Linked DNA regions of Mus musculus: region 1 is linked to region 2. A link is a contact called in public promoter capture Hi-C data. All regions are on one chromosome and are shown on one strand. Each heading gives the region's core, a stretch centred on a gene start, on an enhancer-like site or on the middle of the called end of the contact. The rest is flanking DNA. Distances are from core to core; before and after follow the strand shown. Region 1 holds the start of Asph (aspartate-beta-hydroxylase). Region 2 holds the start of Nsmaf (neutral sphingomyelinase (N-SMase) activation associated factor).

The links. Promoter capture Hi-C pulls out the DNA fragments that hold promoters and counts their contacts.
Region 1: a contact with region 2 is called in a promoter capture Hi-C map of pre-B cells. The contact joins the promoter of Asph here to the promoter of Nsmaf in region 2.

The regions. Positions count from the first base shown.
Region 1 is chr4:9,667,826-9,670,525 of GRCm38.p6, reverse strand. It overlaps Asph (aspartate-beta-hydroxylase), which reads left to right and starts at 1,364. Exons shown (of 24, transcript NM_023066.3): 1 at 1,364-1,745. The coding sequence starts at 1,616.
Region 2 is chr4:6,452,932-6,455,631 of GRCm38.p6, reverse strand. Nsmaf (neutral sphingomyelinase (N-SMase) activation associated factor) reads left to right here and starts at 1,361. Exons shown (of 31, transcript NM_010945.2): 1 at 1,361-1,647. The coding sequence starts at 1,589.

The DNA of each region.
Region 1 (2,700 bases), core at 115-2,614, 3.2 Mb before region 2:
CATGGAGGAACTTCCCCAACTGAAGCTCCTTTCTCTGTGATGACTCCAGCTTGTGCCACGTTGACACACAAAATCAGCCAGCACAAGGGATTAAAACATTTGTGGAAGCTAGTTAAGATTGAACCTTTAAAGCATCAACTCTATAATAGTGTTTTGTGAGTAATTAAAATTTTTTATCTTGGGGATGGAGAGTTATTTATCTATTGTAGTTTAGATATCAGCACCTTCCATTAAGTGATATGGATCAGATTTGCCTCTCTGCCTCCCCCCATTCCCATCATTGTTTCCTGCTGAAAGAATGTCCTTTGTGGGCAAGAAGTTGTGTTCAAAAGAGAGGACTCCTGGGTGCCGAGGAGGCTCAGAGATAAAGAAATGCAGTAAGAATGGACGGCAGCACCCACCTTCATGGCTGTGTGAAAACGATGCCCTCTTTTTCCCTGTTCTGTGAGGCTCTTGGGTTCCACTTTTTTCCCCGGGCGGTACCCAGTATTCACAGCTGACAAGGCAGAGGCCAGTGGACCCTAATGATGGTCAGTGGTGGTTGAGGAAACTGCAGTCTCAGAAGGGGTCGTCCCACAGCAGTGGCTCACTCTGGGTCTTCTACAAGGGGCTGCTTCCAAGAACTCCTGGAAGATCTCGACATTGACAGCAATGTATTAAATCACCACATACTTCATGTTTTTTTGTTACCCACAGACACCATGTGGGCAATTGGTAACAAATGATCATGGTCTCTGCTGGACCTTGGCTGGTTCATCCAGCTGTTGCCATTTTTCTTTTGAATATTCAGTTCTCAATCCCGACGCAGTACACTGCATAAGCATAGGAGATCAATGGCTGGGGACATGAAGAAATTCTAGGTATTAGTGTGATGAGAGTGTTGTGCATGGTTAAGAAAATAGGGTTTTTGAGTCATGTTAACATTTTAATGTCTTAACTAAAGGTTCTCCAAAACTACTGATGGCACAAATCCTTATTTTTGACACTGGAAGGCTCAACAATCACAGTGTACTGGCGGAACTGTGGCAAATCCTTTTCAAAGAGAGGGCTTGCACCCTTGGTCGTACTTAGGCACCGGAACCAAATTCCCAAGAAGCCAAGAGGTGGTGCGCAGCTCTCGGGCACCGCCCTCATACCCGCCCCATCCCGTTGGAGCCAGAACACCAACGCTCGCGAGAGTCCTGCCGGCTTCCACGTTTGCCACGTTCCAGAGGATCCAGGCAGACTAGAAAGCCACAAGCCGCTGGGGCTTTGCAGTCACTGCGCAGCAAAAGACAAGCTTTGGCCTGAGGAGGGCAGGCGCGCGTAGCCTGCCCCGCCCCCTGCCAGCGGTCCTCGGGATTGGCTCGTGTTGGCGTCTTTCAGATCTGGTGGGTGGGCAGAGGCTGGCGTGGGCGGGGCCGAGGCCGGGGGGAGCTGAGCGCTCTTGGCAGCCTAAGGAGTCGCAGGCTGGGCGCACGCGAGGCTAACCGCGCGGCTGCACGCTGGTGCAAGTCGTCCGAGGCGCAGCGAGCGCAGTGGACGCTAAGGCGCTGCTACAGGAGTCTCGAAGCCCCGGTGTCCCTAGTGCACTCAGCAAGGCCCCGGTTCTCTGCAGTCCCCGGAGCAGCTCGCGATGGCCCCGCGCAAGAACGCCAAGGGCGGCGGCGGCAACAGCAGCAGCAGCGGCAGCGGCAGCGGCTCGGGCAGCGGTAGCCCGAGCACGGGTAGCAGCGGTAGCAGCAGTAGCCCCGGGGCTCGGAGAGGTCAGAGTCCCCGCAGGCCAGGCCCTGGCTGCGGGCGGGAGCCGGGTGGGCGCTGCAGGTCTGGTCTGATCCTACGTCCGCCGCTCCTCTCCATCCTTAGCGAGGCTCCTGTGTGCGCGGGGCGAGGCCGCGCTCACCGGGCGGGGAGGCGGAGGAGCAGAGTCGGCCGGAGGGGGACCCCTAGCACCAGCCTGCCCGAGCATTGGCCGGCCCTTTCTTGCCTTTCCTGATGGAAGCTGGGTGTAGAGGGCCCTTTATCTTTTTGCAGTTTTCGGGGCGCTTGACCCTGAGCCAAAGTCAGAGAAAGTAAGTTTCAGCCTGGCCAGCAGCGTTGAGGAGCGGCTTGGAGGAGTGTATTCAAGGGCCGGGATGAGACTTGATGCTTCGTTCTTGCAAATTATTTTAAGGAGTTTTGTTTAGTTTTCTTAATATGTATTGCGTTTGCCTTTTAAAATACAAAGGGACATCATAAAGTACTATAGGGATTTTCTCTGTGCCTCCTTTTTCTTTTCTCAATAAAATAAAATAAAATCATAACCCCCCCCCCCCCAAAAAAAAAACCCAACCAAACAAAAAACCCAAAACCCACAAACAAAAAACCCTACTGGTTATTCACCTTTCTTCTCCATGTGCTTAGCCAGCAGAGTGGAGAACAGATGTTTTAAATCTGTTTCGTGTCAGATTTCACCGGTTCTCGGTTTCTCTTATATTTCCTTTGACTCATATTTAGAATATTGGAACTGGAACACACATGTGTATTGAATGTGAGCTCTCAATATCACTGGAAATGATTTAGATTCTATGCTTTGGTCTATGGGCAGCTCATTATTATATGTCATATATAGATTGGATGATTATGGTTTTATTAGTATATGTCAGGACGATAGATGAGCCAACTATGGTTTTTCTTCATAGCACTTGCTGTCTTCATGTATATTCTGTCTTCATGTATTGT
Region 2 (2,700 bases), core at 112-2,611:
GACTCTGTCACTCTCCACCACTACCAGGACCACATCTTTCCTCAATGTTTAATGAAAAGAAAACTTAGATTCTGGTCTATTTTTTAATTACTTTATTCCAGCCAAATTAATTTCTCTCCTTTGAGTCCATAGCATCTACTATACTATTTGCCACACAGAAAATTTTCAGATGGTATCTTAGCCATTCTCATAATCTTATGTCATTGTGCACACATGCACACAAGCTCGTTCCCAAGGACCATTAGGGTAGTTACAGAGTCTGTGCAGCACTCGGATAAAAGGAAGAGATTCACTGACATAGGGTACTCAGGTCTCTTCAGTTATGACTTCCGATCTTCCCCCACATGCTGCCAGTGATGAAGGACAGCTAATTGTTGCCATTGTTGTGCTTTTTTTTCAACCCTGCAGAACTTGATTCTTAAGCCAACACTAGGAGTGTTTCAACACACACAACTTAGAGGCTTGTTATTTGAGAGTCCCTTAAAGGTAAGCAATATCCAGCGTATTCTCAGGGTATTGAGAAATCATAACCCCAATGAAATACGAGTCATAGTTGGCAGGACAGAATATAAAAGGTAAGTATTGTTGAAGGTAAGAACCTTTCTTTACTGCTAGTGGGAGTTAAATGGATACTTTGAAAGCACAGTAGCAGACTTTCAGAGTTCACAGATGGACTTATTAAAACAGTCTAGAAACTCCACCCTTTGATTTCGACTTCACTCAACAGAAATGAAAGCATTTACACACATAAACGGGTACGTGAATGCTTATAGCCAAAAGGTGGGAACACTGCTGTGCCTGGCAACTGTTGAATATATTAACAGGAATGCAGTGTGTGATACAATGGAATACACTTCCGTGATAAAAAGGAATAGAATGTTGACTTGTGCTATACCTCAGACGAACCTTGGAAGCATTGTGCTAAATGAAAGAAATCAGACACAAAGACCACATATTGTATGGATGTTTTTATTCTAGATGTCCAGGCTAGGCAAATTCACAGAGACAGAAAGTTAAGTACTGTTTTCTAGGGCAAAGGTTTGTGGAGATGCACCTAGGAGTAGTGATTGCTAAAAGGTAAAGGTTTCTTTTTGAGATAGTAAAAATATCCCATCACTGTGATAATAGTTGCAACCTAAATATGAATATTACTAAGAACCGCTACACCATACACGGGCGAAAAAAATAAAATAAAATCCCATCGATTATTTATTTCAAAGACTGAAATTTGGGACTAAACATCCAAAAACCTTGTTATTTCAAATCCCCGCCGCCAACGAACTGGGGGGCTCCCGGGCAGGTCTCAGGCTCACGTGGGAGGTATCCTCGCCGCAGCAGCGCTGCAGAGGTTAGTCGGGGCAGTGTAGGACGCGGCTCCCGCGGCCTCAGGTCACTGCGCGCCCCTCCTCCGGGCCTGAGTCACGGCGTCGCCCGAGTCCCCACGCGAGGATGCTGCGGTGAGCGCCGTCCGGACGCCGCGGGCCCTGGGGCGCAGCGTGGGGCTCCCGGCCGCCCGCCCGCCTGCCCGCCCGGTGCGGCCGCTCGGGACTGCTCGGGACAGTCGGCGGCCTGCGAGCCCTGGGCCTCCATGGCGTTCACCCGGAAGAGGCAGCGCGAGCAGCAGCTGCAGCTCTACTCCAAGGAGAGGTGCGCGGGGCGGGAGGCCGGGCCGGGCGGCAGCCGGGGACTCTCCTGCAGGCCGCGGCCGCCTCCGGGGCCGCAGAGCCGCGCGCGGGTGGGCCCGGCTGGCGGGGGCGCCTGGGGACGCGAAGGCAGGGCGGTCCCCGCGCCCGCCCGCCCGCCGTCCCACGCCGGCGTCTCCCCACCGACCCTCCGCGCCCTGCATGGGAGGCTGTTGGGGAAGCGCGTGCGGCGGGGCGGCCGCGGTCAGCCGCGGCCCAGGGAGGACGTGGGTAGAGCTCCGGCCTCCCTCAGATCCCGTCCCCGCACAGGAAAGCGCACTTCCGCCCCGTGGGTCCCTCCCAGGGCGGTTGGTTTTGTGACCCAGCTGTGGTTCCAGCGGGAACGCGGGCTACATTTTTGTTTGTTTGTTTTGAGATGCGGGTTTGTCTGTGGGAGCCGGGATCCGACGGTCACGTTGTTGCTGAGTGGATCCAGCGAAGCAGGCTATGCCAGGAAATGCAGGTGCAGCTTTTATTCTGGGTGCTCTGCGGAGGCTTCACCTGTAGCTATTGCTCAACCCGCCCTCTTCCCCAAGCCCCGCATCTCTCTCTAAGATGTAGTGGGCTGGCAGGGTGGTCCGCGCTGAAATTACCTTTCCACCTCCGGAATTTAAATGGAATTTCTTTGTCTGGCACCCGACGACTTGTTAAGACTTGTTGGTGCTCTGTGTTACATTGAAGAGCATTCAGATTAACATTTGAAATGTTTTAAACGCGTGGCCTGTCATGTTTCTAGGACTTAGTCATTTGTAACAATCCTGTGATAAACAGCGAAATCGGACAGGGGGTGTTTTGTCGTAGATTCTGACTTATTTTAATCGTCTTACGCTGCTCTGTAATGTTAGAGGAACTCGCTGCCCCGGTTATTTCCAGCAAATGCTGGTTTGTTTACATATTATGTACATATGTTCACAGTACTCCAAGGTAGGAGTGCTCCCAGCCCAAACATTTATCAGCTGCCAGCATCAACTCTTCCCTACACTCAGCACCAGCAGCTGATTTCTACTTCCTGATCACC